Linked DNA regions of Cricetulus griseus: region 1 is linked to region 2. The links are chromatin contacts, called in public Hi-C maps. All regions are on one chromosome and are shown on one strand. Each heading gives the region's core, a stretch centred on a gene start, on an enhancer-like site or on the middle of the called end of the contact. The rest is flanking DNA. Distances are from core to core; before and after follow the strand shown.

The links. A called contact is a pair of places that touch in the nucleus more often than the background predicts.
Region 1: a Hi-C map of liver shows a contact between it and region 2, with 3 times the contacts expected there. The contact joins the promoter of Nuf2 here to the promoter of Ccdc190 in region 2. A contact is called at or near these places in 3 of 8 Hi-C or Micro-C datasets (the CHL-YN cell line, the CHO-K1 cell line and liver).

The regions. Positions count from the first base shown.
Region 1 is chr5:23,236,944-23,241,277 of CriGri-PICRH-1.0, reverse strand. It overlaps Nuf2 (kinetochore protein Nuf2), which reads right to left and starts at 2,138. Exons shown (of 14, transcript XM_027417088.2): 1 at 1,982-2,138.
Region 2 is chr5:22,851,099-22,855,171 of CriGri-PICRH-1.0, reverse strand. It overlaps Ccdc190 (coiled-coil domain-containing protein 190), which reads left to right and starts at 2,009. Exons shown (of 3, transcript XM_035445666.1): 1 at 2,009-2,195. The coding sequence starts at 2,009.

The DNA of each region.
Region 1 (4,334 bases), core at 889-3,388, 390 kb before region 2:
GAGACAGGATCATCTCAAATCTGGGTTGGACCCTTCACACATTAGCCATCTATCTCAGTATAAATGACAAGTGTATGGGAAAGGAAACTATCTTACCCGGAGTATGGTTGTTTGGTGTATTTCAAGAAACTACAGACCTCTACAGACTCAGAAAGGTTCAGCCAGGTCGTTCTGTAAAAAGATGTTTATAGAGGGTTCTCCACAGGACAGTTCCCTCCCTGCAGAGGAAAAGATCTCTGCACAAGAAAAGAGTGTATTTCTGATTCCTGCCCAGGTACAGATCACTACAGGTGACAATGACATGAGAGACTTCATCAGCAGAACAAGATAGCTTTCATTTGCTGTGTATCTCCTCTGGCCACAATTCCAAACCCTCAGTCACTTCCTTTCCCTACAGAGAAGCCTAAGCCTTTACCCTCTGACTAATGTCTTTATGATCAGCCAGTCTAGACCTTCTTTGCATTTAGGCATATACCAGATTCTGGGCTTTTTCTTTCAATATTCTGAAGTCAGTTATTTCGTAGATTAAAATGATGAAGCTTTCAGAGGGAAGAAAAGGTAAATAAGCATTCAATATTTTTCATCTAAGTCTCAGCTTTTGAAACTGCTCATAAAAACATTACAAAGAGGATACTTGCTAAAGCAAGCTGCACCTAGATTAGAGATTTTACCAACAGAGTAGGTATAAAATATCTTCATGACTCTTAATCTCACACTACCCTCTGCCAATGTTTCACTGCTGTGTGGTTAATCCTTATAAAACATCAAATCCTTACAAATGTACAGTTGGCTTGCCTACCACACAGATTTCAATCTTTTTCACTTTAGTTTCTCAAATCTATAATAATCTAGTGCTCTTTCTGGTCCAAGTTAATCCCTTCAAGACTTCTCCTAAACTTCCAATGTCTCATTACAACTGCTTGGGAATTTCTGAGGATCAGTTTCCCAAGTTAAAATTACCAAGAGGCTTACACCTGCAATTAGTGGGTATAATGGCTTCTTCTCATCCAAATTCTCAGTCTTTTGTAGTGCAATTTCAGTTCCAACGTGTGTGTGTGTGTGTGTGTGTGTGTGTGTGTGTGTGTGTGTGTGTGTGCGTTTACAGACAGTGAAAGAGGCCTTTAGTTTGAGCTCTTAGCTCAGACTAAAGTACTTTATAGTTACAAGGACTCTCTGACATGTTTGCTAATGACTCCTGTTTCTCTTTTATTTGTAACACTACAATGCTAAGCACAGCATGTCCTGGCATAACAGTTAAATTTTATACATGTGGTTTTGCAATGCAAAATTAAGCAAGCAAGCAATTCCCAATTTTAAAGAATTAAATAAAATAGTTCCTCAAAATCTTGATGAGGGCAGGGCAGTGGTGGCACACGCCTTTAATCCTAGCACTCCAGAGGCAGAGGCAGGAGGATCTCTGTGAGTTCGAAGCCAGACTGGTCTACAAAGCTAGTTCCAAGGCAGCCAGGACTGTTACACAGAGAAACCCTGTCTTGAAAATCAAAAGAAAGAGGAGGAGAAGGAGGAGGAGGAGGAGGAGGAGGAGGAGGAGGAGGAGGAGGAGGAGGAGGAGGAGAAAAAAATCATGAGAAGGGTCATGTGTTGTACAGGAGTAGAGCCATATACGCTCAGGTCCCTGATTTTTTAATTAAATACAACATTTTCGCCTTTTGATTCGTGGTTCTGGGTGTAATAAAGAGATGGTGGAACAACGGAGATACGTAGAAAACTGACAAGCATTCACAAGGAAACATATCCCACTGACACCACCCTTGTGGCTCACACCTGTAATTTTAGCACTTGGGAGCTGGAAGTAATAGGATTAGGAATTCAAGACTAGCTTCGGGTACTTACTGGGTTCTAGGCCAACTTGGATTCTTTAGACCCTGCTTCAAATCAAAACACATAAGCTTAAGTCAGCGAACCCAGGCGCCCCAACCCTAGGCCTCCTCCCCGCCCTCCGGCGCCCGCTCGCACTCACCTGCGGTCCCAGAAGCTCCGGGAAGAGCAGATAGTAGCCAAGCAATCAACCAAAAAACACCAACCGCTGTCACTTTTCAAATCAGCCGCCTTCTCATGCGGAACCCGCCCTTTTCCGCAGAGTGCTCTTCCGGCGCGACGGGTGCCGGAAGGGCTCAATAGACCCACGATGGGTGGGGCTTGATGTGCATTGCAACAAGCCTGGCCCCAGGCGGGCGGAACCATTATTCCGAGCCTCGGCTTCTATTCGGAACTGCAAATCCACTGGACAGGAGAGCGCAGCTGCTAGGGGGCGGAGTTCCGGGAGGTGTTTACTAGGTTGTCGGTGACTTTCTCCGGAGCTGTGTCGCCGGCGTCCGAGTTAGCGAGCAGAAGGTTTGCTGGTCCCATCCATTAGGCTCAGAGAGTGACAGTGGATAAAGGGTTCTCCACTGAATCAAAAGCATTGTAGAGAATCCTGGCGTAATAATGACAGTGTCGCTGTCTGATGAGCATTGATGAGGTCAGGTTCTGCCGTGGATATTTGTACACTTCATTTCACTTAAAGTTCATGAACGCTTGGGACGGGAACGCGAGCGGATGGCTAGACATTGTTAATTTGCCTTAGAAAGAATGCCCTGCGTTAAAGAGATTGCGCGAGTGACCCAAAGCCGCCCGTAGCATTTCAAAAGTAGTCTAGCCAGAATCTGGGTAAAGAGGACCTAAGTCCCCTGTAAGCAAGACTTGGAGAGATGGGAGGTACCTAATAGTTCATTTGATCAGGGCCTCTCTCACATTCAAGAATGCTGCTCTGAGAGAAGTAATTTGGAATGATCTGGAGTAAAACTAAATCTCTGAATCTTAGTCTCTTCCTGTCTCCTAAAATCCCTCCCCTGGAGCCAGGCACCACAAGTGCTTTCTACAGATTAAGGTAAATAGTCCTGTCTGCTCCATACAGTATCATTAAGATTCGGGGAATTAGTTCATATAGTGTGCTAAATAAAGTGACTGGCAAAATTGTGAATCCCCAATAAGTATTATCTATATTTTGATTTATTTGTAAATGGTTTGTAGTTTTTTTTTTAAATCACAACTAGTAAGTGCTAAAAAACAAAAACAAAAACCAAAACTAAAACGTTGAGCGTCCAAACAAGTGAATTACATGAAGACCAAGAGTATAGAGACTATATGGTCTTTCTCTGAAGAAAAGTTGAGATGAATGTGTAATCAAAGCTATTTGAGGTGTGGTTTTTGCTATAAATTTAACAGCTAGAAGTGTGTTAGAATTTGAATTGTTTATAAAATAAACTAATAGTTTATTCAAATTTCTTAATTACAAGGATAAAACTGATTTTCTTCAAAAGTTAGTGCGAGCGCGCACTAATGACTGTGTGCAGGCACGTGTACATGTGCATATGTAGGGCAGAAGTAAACCTTGAGTGACATCCTTGGAAACAACACCTACTTTCTTGGAGATGGCTTCTCTAATTGGCCTGTTGCTCACCCATCAGACTAAACTGAGCCACCAGTGAGTTCTAGGGATGCCTTCCTCCTCCTCCTCCCCATTGGTGGGATTATAAGTGCATACCACCATGACTCAGTGCTGGGGAACTAGTGCAGGCCTCATGCTTGTGAAGCAAGCCCTATTCACTTTACTATCTGTAGACCAAAGTTGTCTTTTTGAGGCAAAAGATGGAACAGCAGGAATTCTCATAATACCTTTCTAGGGTTCAGTTTTCACCATAGAGATACTAACTATGGTGAAGAGTTAAATTCCAGCACCGAGGTGACTCTCAGAAAATGTTGGAATTGCATCTCGATAAACACATTATAAATAGAAAGGATTCGGTATAACATACCAAGCATCATAATCTGGGAGCCCACCATCCACACAACATCAGTTGTTGTCCATTTGATCATATGGATGATCAGGAGCAGTGGCTTGCTGTCACACCCCAGCACTGAGAGAAAATATTCTCATGCTTATTGGTGCCCTTTGACATTTGAAGTCATTTCTATCGAATGGATTTTTTGGTATTATACAACTGAAAAGTCATAAGTGAAAGCCTTATATCTGAGACTGGCATGACATTTTTTCTCTTCCTCTATGTCCACATACATACCCTGTCTACTCATTCATTTTCCACCTGAGCCTTTTTTCCTGCCATTACCTTTGTACACAACACCCTACCCCCAAATCACCTCCAACATAAAGTCCAACTCTATAGCCAGATATGATAGGATCTCCATGATCTTGACACTGTTTACCTGTTCACTCTTTTCCATTCTGCCCACCTATTTATGACCCTGTTTTTAATATACTCTGAGACTTTTTCTCATTCTTGTTGACTGCCAAGCTCCTCTTCATTCTTGCT
Region 2 (4,073 bases), core at 760-3,259:
CCATTCTGAGCAAAATGTGAGTCGTGAGTGGGAAGACTGGGTTGCTTTCTTTTGGTTTCCAAGAAGCAGGAAAGAGGGTGGGAGATGGGAAGAATGGGGGGGGGGACAGGATAGGGGAGGGGAGAGGTGGAAGAGAAGAGAACTGTGACAAACAGTGAGGGACTCTTTGCTTTCGTTCTTGGCTTCCATGGACACCACGAGGGGCACTGCAGGCCTCTCTGGGGAGGGCTGGAAGTTGGCAAGCTTCCTTCATTCTCCAAACATGTTAGAGATGTGCCCTCTTCAAGAGGGACTGGTACCCATGGCTCGAGGAGGCAGCATTCCTGACCAGGGGAGACAGGAAGAAAGCAGAAAGGTCTCAAGTGTAGTCAACATTCTACCAGCAGCCCTCTTCAAGGTCCCTCCTCCTCTCTGCATGGCTCAGACATTTAAAGAAGAAAAGAGTTCAGTAAAGAAGACTTAGCCTACTGCAGTCCAAGAAAAGCGTTTCATCGTGAGAACCTAGATTTGCAGGTAAGCGCTGCCTACATTGTTCTTTGGTGATGTTTTAGTCTCTACTCTAGAGTCTAAATCAAGCTGACTTAAAATAGTCTCTTAAATTGAGCTGCTTTGCTTCTGACCACATCCCCTTTTTTTATCATTTTTTATTTGAATTAGAAACAAGATTGTTTTACGTGACAATCCCAGTTCCCTTCTCCCTCCCATCCTCCCCTACCACCGCCCCCAAATAAAACCCTACCTATCACATAGCCTTTCTTCTGTTCTTCACCTGACTCAACCTTTCTGCTCCCTCATGTCCTCTGCATCCTTCCTCTTCTCCCTTCTCATTCTCATAGCTCCCTCCCCCTCTTCCCATGCTCACAATTTGCTCAGGGGATCATGACCCTTTCCCCTTCTCTAGGGGACAATGTTTGTCTCTTTTAGGGTCCTCCTTGTTCACTAGTTTCTCTGGCAGTGTGGATTGTAGGCTGGTAATCCTTTACTCTATGTCTAAAATCCACAAATGAGTGAGTACATACCATGTTTGTCTATTTGTAATTGGGTTACCTCGCTCAGAATGGTTTCTTGTAGTTCCATCCATTTTCCTGCAAATTTCAAGATTCCATTGTTTTGTTTTCCACTGAGTAGTACTCCATCGTATAAATGTACCACATTTTCTCTATCCATTCTTTGGTAGAGGGGCATCTAGGCTGATTCCAGTTTCTGTCTATTACAAATAGTGCTGCTATGAACATAGTTGAACATATGTCCTTGTTGTATGAATGTGCTTCTTTTGGGTATATGCCTAAGGTGAATTGCTGGATCTTGAGGTAGACTGATTCCCATTTTCTTAAGAAGTCCCCATACTGATTTCCAAAGTGGCTGTACAAGTTGGCACTCCCACCAGCAGGGGAGAAGTGTTCCCCTTTCTCCACATCCTCTCCAGCATAAAGTGTCATTGGTGTTTTTGATTTTGACCATTCTGACAGGAGTAAGATGGTATCTCAGAGTTATTTTGATTTGCATTTCCCTGATGGCTAAGGATGTTGAACACTTTCTTATGTGTCTTTCAGCCATTTTAGATTCCTCTATTGAGAATTGTCTATTTAGTTCTGAACCGCACTTTTTAGTTGGATTGTTTGGTGTTTTGGAGACTAGCTTCTTGAGTTCTTGTATATTTTGGAGATCAGCCCTCTGTCAGACCACATCCCCTTCTTTAACATTGGTTCTTCCACCGAAGCCTTGGTGGAAGCAACTGATTGCTGTCCTGCACACATTCTGTACTGTAGCTCTGAGGGGAGAGACTCAAAGGAGCGAAAAGGTATGTCCCTTCATGGGAGTATTACAGGAGTTAAGGGGGTAGCAGTGTGGGTTTGGATGTTGTGACTTTATCTTCGTTTGGAGTTTAATAAAATTCGTTTTCATGCTAACTGGTGACCAATCACTAGAGGCCAGCATCTTGGCCTGGCTCTTTTAGGTTGTGGTACATGGAAGACACTTCCTTCACTGTTTCCAACCCATGAAGAGGATGGACAGACGCGTGGTGAGGGGACCACTGTGTAAGCAGTTCGACTTGGAAAGAAAGAATGCCAGGCAAGCCGAAGCTCGACTCAGCCTGAGGCTGCAAAGGCTGGAGGTCATCTGCCTCTATCATGTGAAATCGCTGGCCAGGGAGCAGAGACAGCTTCAGAAAGAACTACAGCGGCTGCAGCAAGGTGAGGCCATGTCCTAACAGGTCACCGCTTAGGTCCTAAGGACACTGCCCCAGCTTCCCGTAGTAAGGAACAATCTACCACATGACATGGACAGGGACACACACAGCCTAGACCTGACCAGGGGAAGTGATGTGTTTGCCTCGCACCAGGGATAACCAGCACAAGCGCCTCTGTCTCCCTCTGGACTTAAGCAGGCCTGACCCACCTGGTCCTCCAAACCCCATAGCTCCTCCTGCTACCTGGTCCTCCATCTTCTTGAGCTGACATCCTCCAGGCTTCCATCACTGCCTTGTTTCCAATTTGCTCTCCCCTCCCCCACCCCAGCCTTGTTTGATTCTTCACACTGCCCTCTCTTCCCACTGTCAGAGCTGATTTGGTTTGACTCCTTTATCGTGGCTGCCTTTCTCTTCGAGATCTAGCGGCCAGTTATTGAACTGCTAAGGTATAAGCCACTTTCCTCACCCATTTTATGAAAGGAAAGTTAGAAAGAAAATCAGAAAAGCTTTCTCTGGGATTTTGACCTCTGACAAGGATATACAATTGACAATGCGCATCTTGTGAAATTATCCAAGCTTTCAGTGAGAATTTGGCTCGAACTTAAGCACAAAGCCTTTCTTAGATGTGACAACTTTAATTACTCAGGTCAGCTTGCAAGGGCCTTTCAGAATGAAACCTCCCCTGCTGTCTTGTTGGAAATGGGTTCAGCTGTGAGGATCATAGAAACCAGGGCTCCTTGTTCTGTTTGTTTGTTCTTGTTCTTGTTGTATTTGTTAAATAATTAGGTTTCAACATTCCTTCAAAGTCATATGGAGTCAGTAAACTCAGCTTCTCAGGACATCCCTGAGTTGAAACACTGACCTGGCCATTCTTTCTAATTTTCAACTATTTTTAATTACGAAATGGTCTGAACTAAACTCTGTTTTGAACTCTGCTGTGTACAGTGAGCGGTTAAGCCAACTTGGAGTAAGAATGATGCTGGAAAGGCATTTTAGAAACCAGTTGGTGGGTTCTCAGGTTAATTCTCAGACAGGACAGCTGAGAGTAGGTGTCCATGCTGGGGGTGGGGGGAGATCCGTAAAGGCCTGCTCGGCCCAGCACTGCAGCTACCCCTGCTGCACAGAGAGCTGTCTCAGTCACAGGTGTGTGGAAAGGGTCAGGACCAAGAGACAGACAACTTCGGAGGCCAAGGTCTCCAGGTTCTGCATCTCACATGGAACAGTCAAGTCACAGAAAGGAGAAGGAACCATTGTATATCCTCTTGGTGCTCTCTAGGTGCTGTATTCGGCTACAGTTTCCAGTGATTTATTTAATGGAACCGTTACCACTGAGATGCAACTGTTTGCCCATTAGTGGATTGCTTCCCATACATATTGTCAGCCCTCCTCTTAGAGAGTAGTATGATCAGTACAAAAAATTAGGCTCAAAATTCAGCATTCTTTTCACTGATGCTAAGATGAGTTATTATGGGTCACGTGCTTTTGTTTGATTGATTGGATGGTGGTTTGGCTGGCTGGTTGACTGTTTTGGCTTTTCGGAGGTGTTGACGTTGTTGTTATCATTGCTTTATTTACATTTTGTTTTGAGATACAGTCTTACTACATAGCCCAAGCTGCCCTCAATCTCAAGCTCTTCCTGCTCCAATCTCCTGAATTCCAAGATTGCAAATCCGTGCCTCCTACCTGACTACAGGTCAGGCTACTCAGATACTGGGATGGACATTTGGACAAATAAGGTCTCTTCACTTTGAGATGCTTGTTTACACTGTCAGATAGTGAGCTTTTATAAGGCTGGTTTAAAAAAAATCTGTGCCTTATAAATCCCATAAAATTTCTAAATGCTAAAAATGGAGTTATTCACAAAGTAAGGAGAGGGCACTGG